2 separate regions of the Sus scrofa genome follow, and region 1 is linked to region 2. The links are chromatin contacts, called in public Hi-C maps. All regions are on one chromosome and are shown on one strand. The core of a region is the stretch at or near the end of the contact, and the rest is flanking DNA. Distances in the headings are between cores, read along the strand shown. Region 1 overlaps ABCA4 (retinal-specific ATP-binding cassette transporter). Region 2 overlaps ARHGAP29 (rho GTPase-activating protein 29).

Region 1 (3,832 bases), core at 1,271-3,770, 100 kb after region 2:
GCCCCCACTTCCCAGTCGGCCTCTCTCATCTCTCCCCTCCGCTCACCCACGTGCTTCCCTGCAGGCCGGAAGGACCCGGGTGCTTTTGGCAAGATGCTGGTGCCTTGGCCCCGCTTCTTGAGACTCTGATTTCGTTATCTGCAGTGGGGCTTGGGTACCGTTGTCTTTTTAAAACTCCGTGGTGGTTCTAAAGCACAGCCAGGGAGGGGACCAACTGCTCTCTGCTCGCAGGTCTCCAGAAACCCTGGCGAGCTGTTCCCTGTGCCCGGGCTGACCTTTCCCCTGCTTTCTTCCCTTGGCGAATTCCAGCTCTTCCTCGTCCCACTCAGGAGTCTCTTCCTCCACGCAGCCCTCCAGGACCCCTCCAGGTAGACTTAGCCAGATCCCTCTGCTGGGCTCTCAGACTACCCTGGGCTGGCTTTCTCCAGAACCTGAACGTTCTGCATTCTGACGGTTGGTTTACTCCCGCTCTCTTCCTCGTTAGGTCTGGAGTTTCTTTCAGGAAGAGATTTTTATCTTTCCTCCTTAAATCCCTGGAGCCAAGCAGGCTCTGGCACACTGCAGGCTCTGAGTCCCCCCGAACAGATTCATCAAGACAAAGCCAGCTGAACTCTTGTGAGTTACACTCTAAGAAGGAAACAGGACGCAGTCACCCTGGAGCACCGGCACCGCAGGAGGTTGAGGGAAATGCCAGCCGGGGGACGCAGGGTAACCCTGGAACAAACCATGCCAGGCGGCAACCCAATATTCACATCAAATGAAATTCAGAGTTGTGCTCTCTTGTTGATAATGATTTTTTTTTCTCTTCCATGAGGAGAAAAAAGACATGTTAAGAAATTCCTCCTCCTTCCTCGTTACCCGTGATAAATTTGTCGTAGGCAATGATTTCTCTGGCGAGATCCTGTTGGCTGTCTGCTGTTTTCCGCCTTCATCCTGGTCCTTCCCTCAGCTGGCCATCCGTGTGTGTGTGTGTGTGTGTGTGAGAAGAGGCAGGAAGGTTCACCGCTGGGGCCGTTTCTCTCTCTTTAAAACTCTTTTATTGGCAGGCTTTGTGATCTTCAAAGCAGCCTGGATCCGAGGTGACCCCTCTCCCTTGAGTCCCCATGCTGGGGAGCGAGAGCTGCGGGTATTTTTGTCGTTTTGACGACGTGCATGTTTGCACAGCCTCGGACAGCCTGATAGCGTGGGCCTCGCCAGATCTGCAGGGATGAGAGCGAGTCAGCGTTTCCAAGCCCCCTTTCACCCCAAATCTAGACACACCGAATACTTGCCACCAGACTCTGGAGTAAAGCACACATCACGTTTATAGGGCCTCCTTGCCTTTGACCCATCCTCGGGAGCACAGCCCCGATTCTCTACCTTGCTTTGCAGTGGGTGCTCCTCAGCCTCTCTCAGTGTTTGTGATTTTCCGCAGTGCCTGATCCTGGATAAGTTTGAAAGCTACGATGATGAATTTCAGCTCACCCAACGAGCTCTGTCTCTGCTGGAGGAAAACAGGTTCTGGGCTGGCGTGGTATTCCCTGACCTGTATCCTTGGACCAGCTCCCTGCCACCCCACGTGAGGTACAAGATCCGAATGGACATAGATGTGGTGGAGAAAACCAACAAGATCAAAGACAGGTGATGTCTCAGGAGGTCGCAGAAGGCCCCGGGCATCCCCGACAATGTGTGGGGAGGAAAGGGGCTCCTGTGGGCTCGAGCCACCCACCCCTCCTGGGGCAGAAGGGTTACTCGGAAAGGCCTGGAAGCGCTTTGGTATCAGAGAACTAAGACAGCCAGTTGGGGCTGCTCTTCTGTGGGACCAGGAGGGCTCAGCCTCACTGTCTTGATCCCCTCAACTCAGCACGTGTCCCCGGATGGCCTTTGTGCAATTTGGTGATGAACATGGAACTTCTGCAAATGGTGTTTCCCCACAGTCACTGGAAACTACTTTTGGGACAGAGTGGGGGATTGAGATAGGACTCCGCCTATAAATCAGTAAAATTAGCTTAGATAAGAGAAAATAATATATGTGTAAAGCTCAGGGTAGAGTCCTTGAATGAAAGCAATTACAAGCCACGCTGTGGCTAACCCTGGCAACAGATGTAGACCATGAACTAGGAAATAGGATTGGATCATGCGGAGAAGGAGGGGGGCGTTGAGGACTGAAGTTGGGGGTGGGGGGGCGTCGAGGAGGAGTCCTGAGCTTGAGGAGAGCTGTCCATGTCTGTCAGCATCCTCACGTCTCCTGGTCTCTCCTAGGTACTGGGATTCTGGCCCCAGAGCCGACCCCGTGGAAGACTTCCGTTACATCTGGGGAGGGTTTGCCTACCTGCAGGACATGGTTGAACAGGGGATCACAAGGAGCCAGGCCCAGGCCGAGGTGCCCGTCGGCATCTATCTCCAGCAAATGCCTTACCCCTGCTTCGTGGATGACGCGTGAGTCCGAGGTCCCAACCCCTCCAGAACGAGCTAACCAGGCTGCTGGGGCAGGGCGGGTGGCCTTGCTCCCCAGGCCTCCGTCTCTTTGGGGGAAAACCCAGGTCCTGGGGCCAAGCCGAGGAGAACGGAGCTCTGCTGGACGAGCCTGCCTCTCCCTGGCTCCAAGCAGGGCCACATGGGAGAGAGGAGTTGGTGGGGTGGGTGGAAAAGGGAAGGTGAAAATGAAGGCCGGGGAAGTGAGGTCGGGGGAGGGAACAAAGGCTTTGAAAATTTCCACTACGTAGCAGGTTTGGTATGTGGAAGGGTTCAGGTCAGAGTGTTTGCCCAGGGATTTGCCAAATCGGCAATTAGGACTCTGCATCACAAGTAGGTCCGGCTCCTAGGAGGCTTGGAATAATGCTGCGCCTTCCCTAACTGGCATTCCCACGGTGTCTGCTTCCTGAGAAGGTGGAGACATGTGCTGCATGAGCTGGGCGGTCCCCCCCCCAGCCCCCCCCACCCCGCCCACTCCCACCCTAGGCCTGTGCCTTTGCTGGCCAGTAGCAGGCCAAGCAAGTAGCCTGCTGCTTTCTGAACGTGCATTTGAGGGGTGGTAGAAGGAGACGGAGCGGGAGAGGGGCTGGGAGGGCTCACGTCCATGGCAGATGGGCACTCTGCATCCCAGCTAGCAGCAAGAGGTTTGCGACGGCCTTAAGGATTCAACTTCTAGGAACAAACTGGGACGCTCACCATAGTGTGTGTGTGTGTGTGTGTGTGTGTGTGTGTGTGTGTGTGTGGCGGGGGGTCACTCAGGGAGGAGAGAGCACAGCCCAGGGAAAGGACGGATCGAATTGCCGGCTGGTCAGGCGGTAAAATAAAGCCCAGTGTGGGTGTAACCTCCCAAATTCCTTCCTCTGCTCTACAGCAGGCCAAGGAGCTAATGGGAGCTGTTCTGCTGTCAGTTTGGGTTTGGACAGTAGGCAGAGATGGGAAGTGGAGGCAGTGGCAAAAGCCCTTTTCCACTTTTAAGATCAGAATAGGAGTGACTGGCGGGGAAGTGGGGTTGACCATAAGGCCGCAGCAGGGATTCTGGGCGTTCAGTGTGGGAGAGCCCCCTGGTGGCAGGTCCCCAAAGGGCAGGTTGGATAATTGATGGTTCTCCCCCTGGGGCCATCTTGAGTGAAACCCTCCCACGCTGAAATTGGGCTCTTCCTGTGACACGCAACAGTTTTCAATAGGTAATAATCTAAAGGGCTTTATTAGCACATCAAGCACCTGGAAAACATGCGCAAAGTTCACAGTGCAGTAATTCCAGAATATCCAATGCACCCTGCTTGCTGGAATGAAGACCCCTGGGTGTACTCCACTGGGGTGCGACTGGTGGAGTCAGTGACTCTGGATCACCATCGATTTATTGATGAGTCAGTCGCCT
Region 2 (3,538 bases), core at 397-2,896:
TTGGTTTTAGATGTTACACACTTAATTTTTCACCTCTTTGCTTTGTTCTGCATAAACTTTTGTTGTTCAACAGTTCTGAACATTTTGGCATTTTATATAATAGTTCAAAACAATGTTTTAAAATTCAGTGCACTTCCTCTTAATGTCATCTGGGCTTTATGTTTTGTTTTTGTTTTTGTTTTTTTACCATTCCTTTTGTATGAAATGTTTCCACTTATAAATAATTGTATGTACTTTTTCTACCAGGATGTATAACCATTGACAATGTATGTTTCATCTGAATCATGCAAAGATTTATTTAAGTCATTTCTAAGAGTATAGTTCAATAAGTGTCGTCTGAAATTTGAGAGAAGGTGTAGATGATTGGCTATATTTCATTTATAAAATTCCCAGTTTTTAGAACTAGTGCAGTTCTGTTATTTTCTTGGCTTTATCATTTTGCCTAAAATAGGATATAAAAGGGACAAAAAAAGTAAAATAGCCTCTTTTTGTATGTGTGAATTATATTTGTAACAAATGCTTTTATATGACCATGTTATACTTGATAAAATATATATACATATATATATTAACCAGTTAAGTTATTTCAAGTTCTTGTGGCTTTTCTGAAATTGCTGCCTCTTAGGGTGTGAGACGTGAAGGTTTCTTGACTCTTGGCTTTAGCCGTCAGCACGTGTCACTCCTGTGACCCTTGACTCCAACATGGAATGCGTTTTCTGGGAAGTTGTCGTGGTTCTGCATGACATGAAGGACTCGGGAGAAAGAACAACCCACCCTTTTGCACTGGAGCCTTGTTTTTAGTCCTCATTGTAAAAATATAAAAGAATTGTATTAGTATGAAAACCTGAAAAAAAAATAAGAGCCAACATTTATTGAGCCCTTTCTCCATGCCGTGAACTCTGCTGAGGTCCACGTAAATTATTTCAGGTTTACAGCAGTCTGCAGCTGGTAGGTCAGTACTTTATCATCCCCGTGTTATGGATAAAGAAGCTGACGCTCAGTTAAGTAATGTATTCTAGGTTCCCCAGGTGTCACGGTTGGAATCAAGTCTCAACCGCAGGGCTGTCTCAACCGCAGGGCTGATGTAAGCATACTCTTAAGACTGTGTAATCGCTAAGGAATATTAGGTAGTGTTTAACAATAGAAAATGCATCCTGTAAAATTTTTAATTGTGGCAAAATATGTGTAACAGAATTTACCATTTTACCAAGTTTTAAGTGTATAGTTGAGTGGCTTGAGTACATTCACATTGTCCTGTAACCGTGACCACCATCCATGTCCAAAACGTTCTCACCATTTCATGCTGAACCTTAGAAAATGTACTTTTAAAGCATTCTTAGTTTTCCTTTCATCTGTTGAGATAAGCCAAAGAATACAATCAAGTAGGCTCTCGGTTTCCCCTCCCCCCCCCTTTTTTTTTTGTTTCTTTTTATGGCTACACCTGCTGTGTATGGACATTCCTGGGCCAGCAGTTGAATCGGAGCCATAGCCACGGCAGTGCCAGATCCTTAACCCACTGAGCCACAACCGGAGCTCCATCCCCTCACTTTTGAACCTCACGAGAAAGAGTTCGACTTTGGGTTCCTTCCTGCCTTTAGGGCTCTTAGCGTCTTGTCCTGCGGAAGCTGTTCCGTCTGCAGATGCTCTCTGGTTTCCTGGGCCCTTACGTCTCCCTCGAGGCGGTGTTGTTGCCAGAGCGCCCACACGTGCCTTGTTCCTTGCTACCCAGCAATGCAGTAGCGATCCTTCAGCAGGAAGTTGTCTGACGTCACACGGAAGGAATGTGGGCCAAGGGAAGGGGCAGCGGGGGGGTGGGCCCTTTCCGAGCTGCCAGAGCACCGGGAGGTTGTGTGGAAAGCATGGTGTTCAAGTTCCCAAGAAGCCGTTTGTGAAGGGTTGATCATACCTTCCCTGGATAGGCTTGTTTTTCATGCTGAGGACTTAAGTAGAATTTATGAGTATTTAAAATTACTTTAAGTGCCGCTTGGACAAGGTATTTCTTTTGATACAGAGATGAAGATAGCCCATAAGGGACTTGTTGCCTAGAGATCTCAGAAGCAAATGGAATCCTACCTACTTCCTGAGCTGATTTACTGTAAAGATAGTACTATGGCCACACTGTTCCCAACTGACATCATGTCACAGTATTTGTACAACTATAGAAATCTTTGAAGTGGCAACCATTGTGTATTCTTGACAATATAGTCACCATATGTAAATCTCTGAGTTTTTCTTTCCTAGAGGCTGGAAATTGTTTCTGTGTTGATATGATTACATATGAGGACCATTCAGTAACATCTAAAGTTCAGCAAAGCTGCTGCCTTCACAATCAGTACGCAAAAGTCTGCTGTACTCATGTGTGTATGGCAGCAACTAATAGAAAAGGAATGGATTTAGAAAGATGTCTTGGGAGTTGCTGTCGTGGCGCAGTGGTTAACGAATCCAACTAGGAACCATGAGGTTGTAGGTTCCATCCCTGGCCTCGCTCAGTGGGTTAAGGATCTGGTGTTGGCGTGAGCTGTGTTGCATGTCATAGACGTGGCTCAGATCCCTTTTTGCTGTGGCTGTGGTGTAGGCCTGCGGCTACAGCTCTGATTAGACCCCTAGCCTGGGAACCTCCATATGCCGCAGGAAGCAGCCCTAGAAAAGGCAAAAAAAAAAAAAAGAAAGATCTCTTAATAGCATGAAAAAATTTGAAGTACCTAAGAATAAGCCTAACGAAACATACACAAGATCTTCATGGAGAAAACTTTAGACGGTAGCAGGAGGCATTTAAGGAGACTGTAAATAAATGCAGTGCTCTGTGTTAGGCATGGGTTGGAAGCCACAACTTGGAAAGATATTCATTCATAATTTTACAGGTATTAAAGCTTATAGCTTTAATGTGACCACATCCAATATAATTTTTGAATCATTTGCAAGTTGCAGACATGAAGCCTCCTTAACCCTCCTTTAGTGATACTCCCTTAAACAAGAGTACTCCCGCGCAACTGGAGTATGACCATCAGAGTCAGACTGACGTTGACGGATGATGTCTGGTCCACAGACCACAGTCAGAGTTTGCTGATTGCCCCATAAAGTCCCTCTGCTCCAGATCCCAGCTCCGGATCACATGGTACATTTAGTTGTCCTTTATCTTTTCTTCTTCAATCTGGAAAAGTTTTGGGTTTGGGGGTGGTTGGTTTGTTTGCTTTCTATCTTTTTAGGGCTGCACCTGCGGCATATGGAAGTTCCTGGGCTAGGGGTCACAGTGGAGCTGCAGCCATAGTCCTCCGCCACAACCACATGGGAGCCAAGCTTCATCTGTGACCTACGCCACAGCTCACTGGCAACACCAGATCCTTAAGCCCCTGAGCAAGGCCAGGGATTGAACCCATAATCTTACAGACACTATGTCTGGTTCTTAACCTGCTGAGCCACAATGGAAATTTCCAGAGCAGTTTTAAGTCTTTTTTTCATGGCCTTAGACTTTTTTGAGGGGCCACACCCAGAGCCTGCAGTAGTTCCCAGACCAGGGATCAAACCTGCACCACAGCAG

Evidence for each region. Hi-C and Micro-C count contacts between places; a contact is called where the count stands out from the background.
Region 1: a Hi-C map of retroperitoneal adipose tissue shows a contact between it and region 2, with 2.0 times the contacts expected there. The contact joins two enhancer-like sites. A contact is called at or near these places in 1 of 5 promoter capture datasets (liver), 9 of 47 Hi-C or Micro-C datasets (alveolar macrophages, embryonic fibroblasts, fibroblasts and 3 more) and 1 of 2 datasets of contacts at active chromatin or transcription factors (skeletal muscle).

Annotation. Positions count from the first base shown.
Region 1 is chr4:123,258,436-123,262,267 of Sscrofa11.1, forward strand. ABCA4 (retinal-specific ATP-binding cassette transporter) reads left to right here. Exons shown (of 51, transcript XM_021090184.1): 12 at 1,415-1,620; 13 at 2,242-2,418. Among named protein-coding and RNA genes, the nearest start is that of ABCA4, 58 kb to the left of the region's middle. Within about 2 kb of position 2,521, at least 12 of the 83 cell types and tissues checked have an H3K27ac peak or open chromatin away from gene starts, as enhancers often do. A contact at or near this core is called in retroperitoneal adipose tissue, where this site is marked.
Region 2 is chr4:123,157,710-123,161,247 of Sscrofa11.1, forward strand. It overlaps ARHGAP29 (rho GTPase-activating protein 29), which reads left to right. Exons shown (of 23, transcript XM_013997364.2): 23 at 1-566. Among named protein-coding and RNA genes, the nearest start is that of ABCA4, 43 kb to the right of the region's middle. Within about 2 kb of position 1,647, at least 3 of the 83 cell types and tissues checked have an H3K27ac peak or open chromatin away from gene starts, as enhancers often do. A contact at or near this core is called in retroperitoneal adipose tissue, where this site is marked.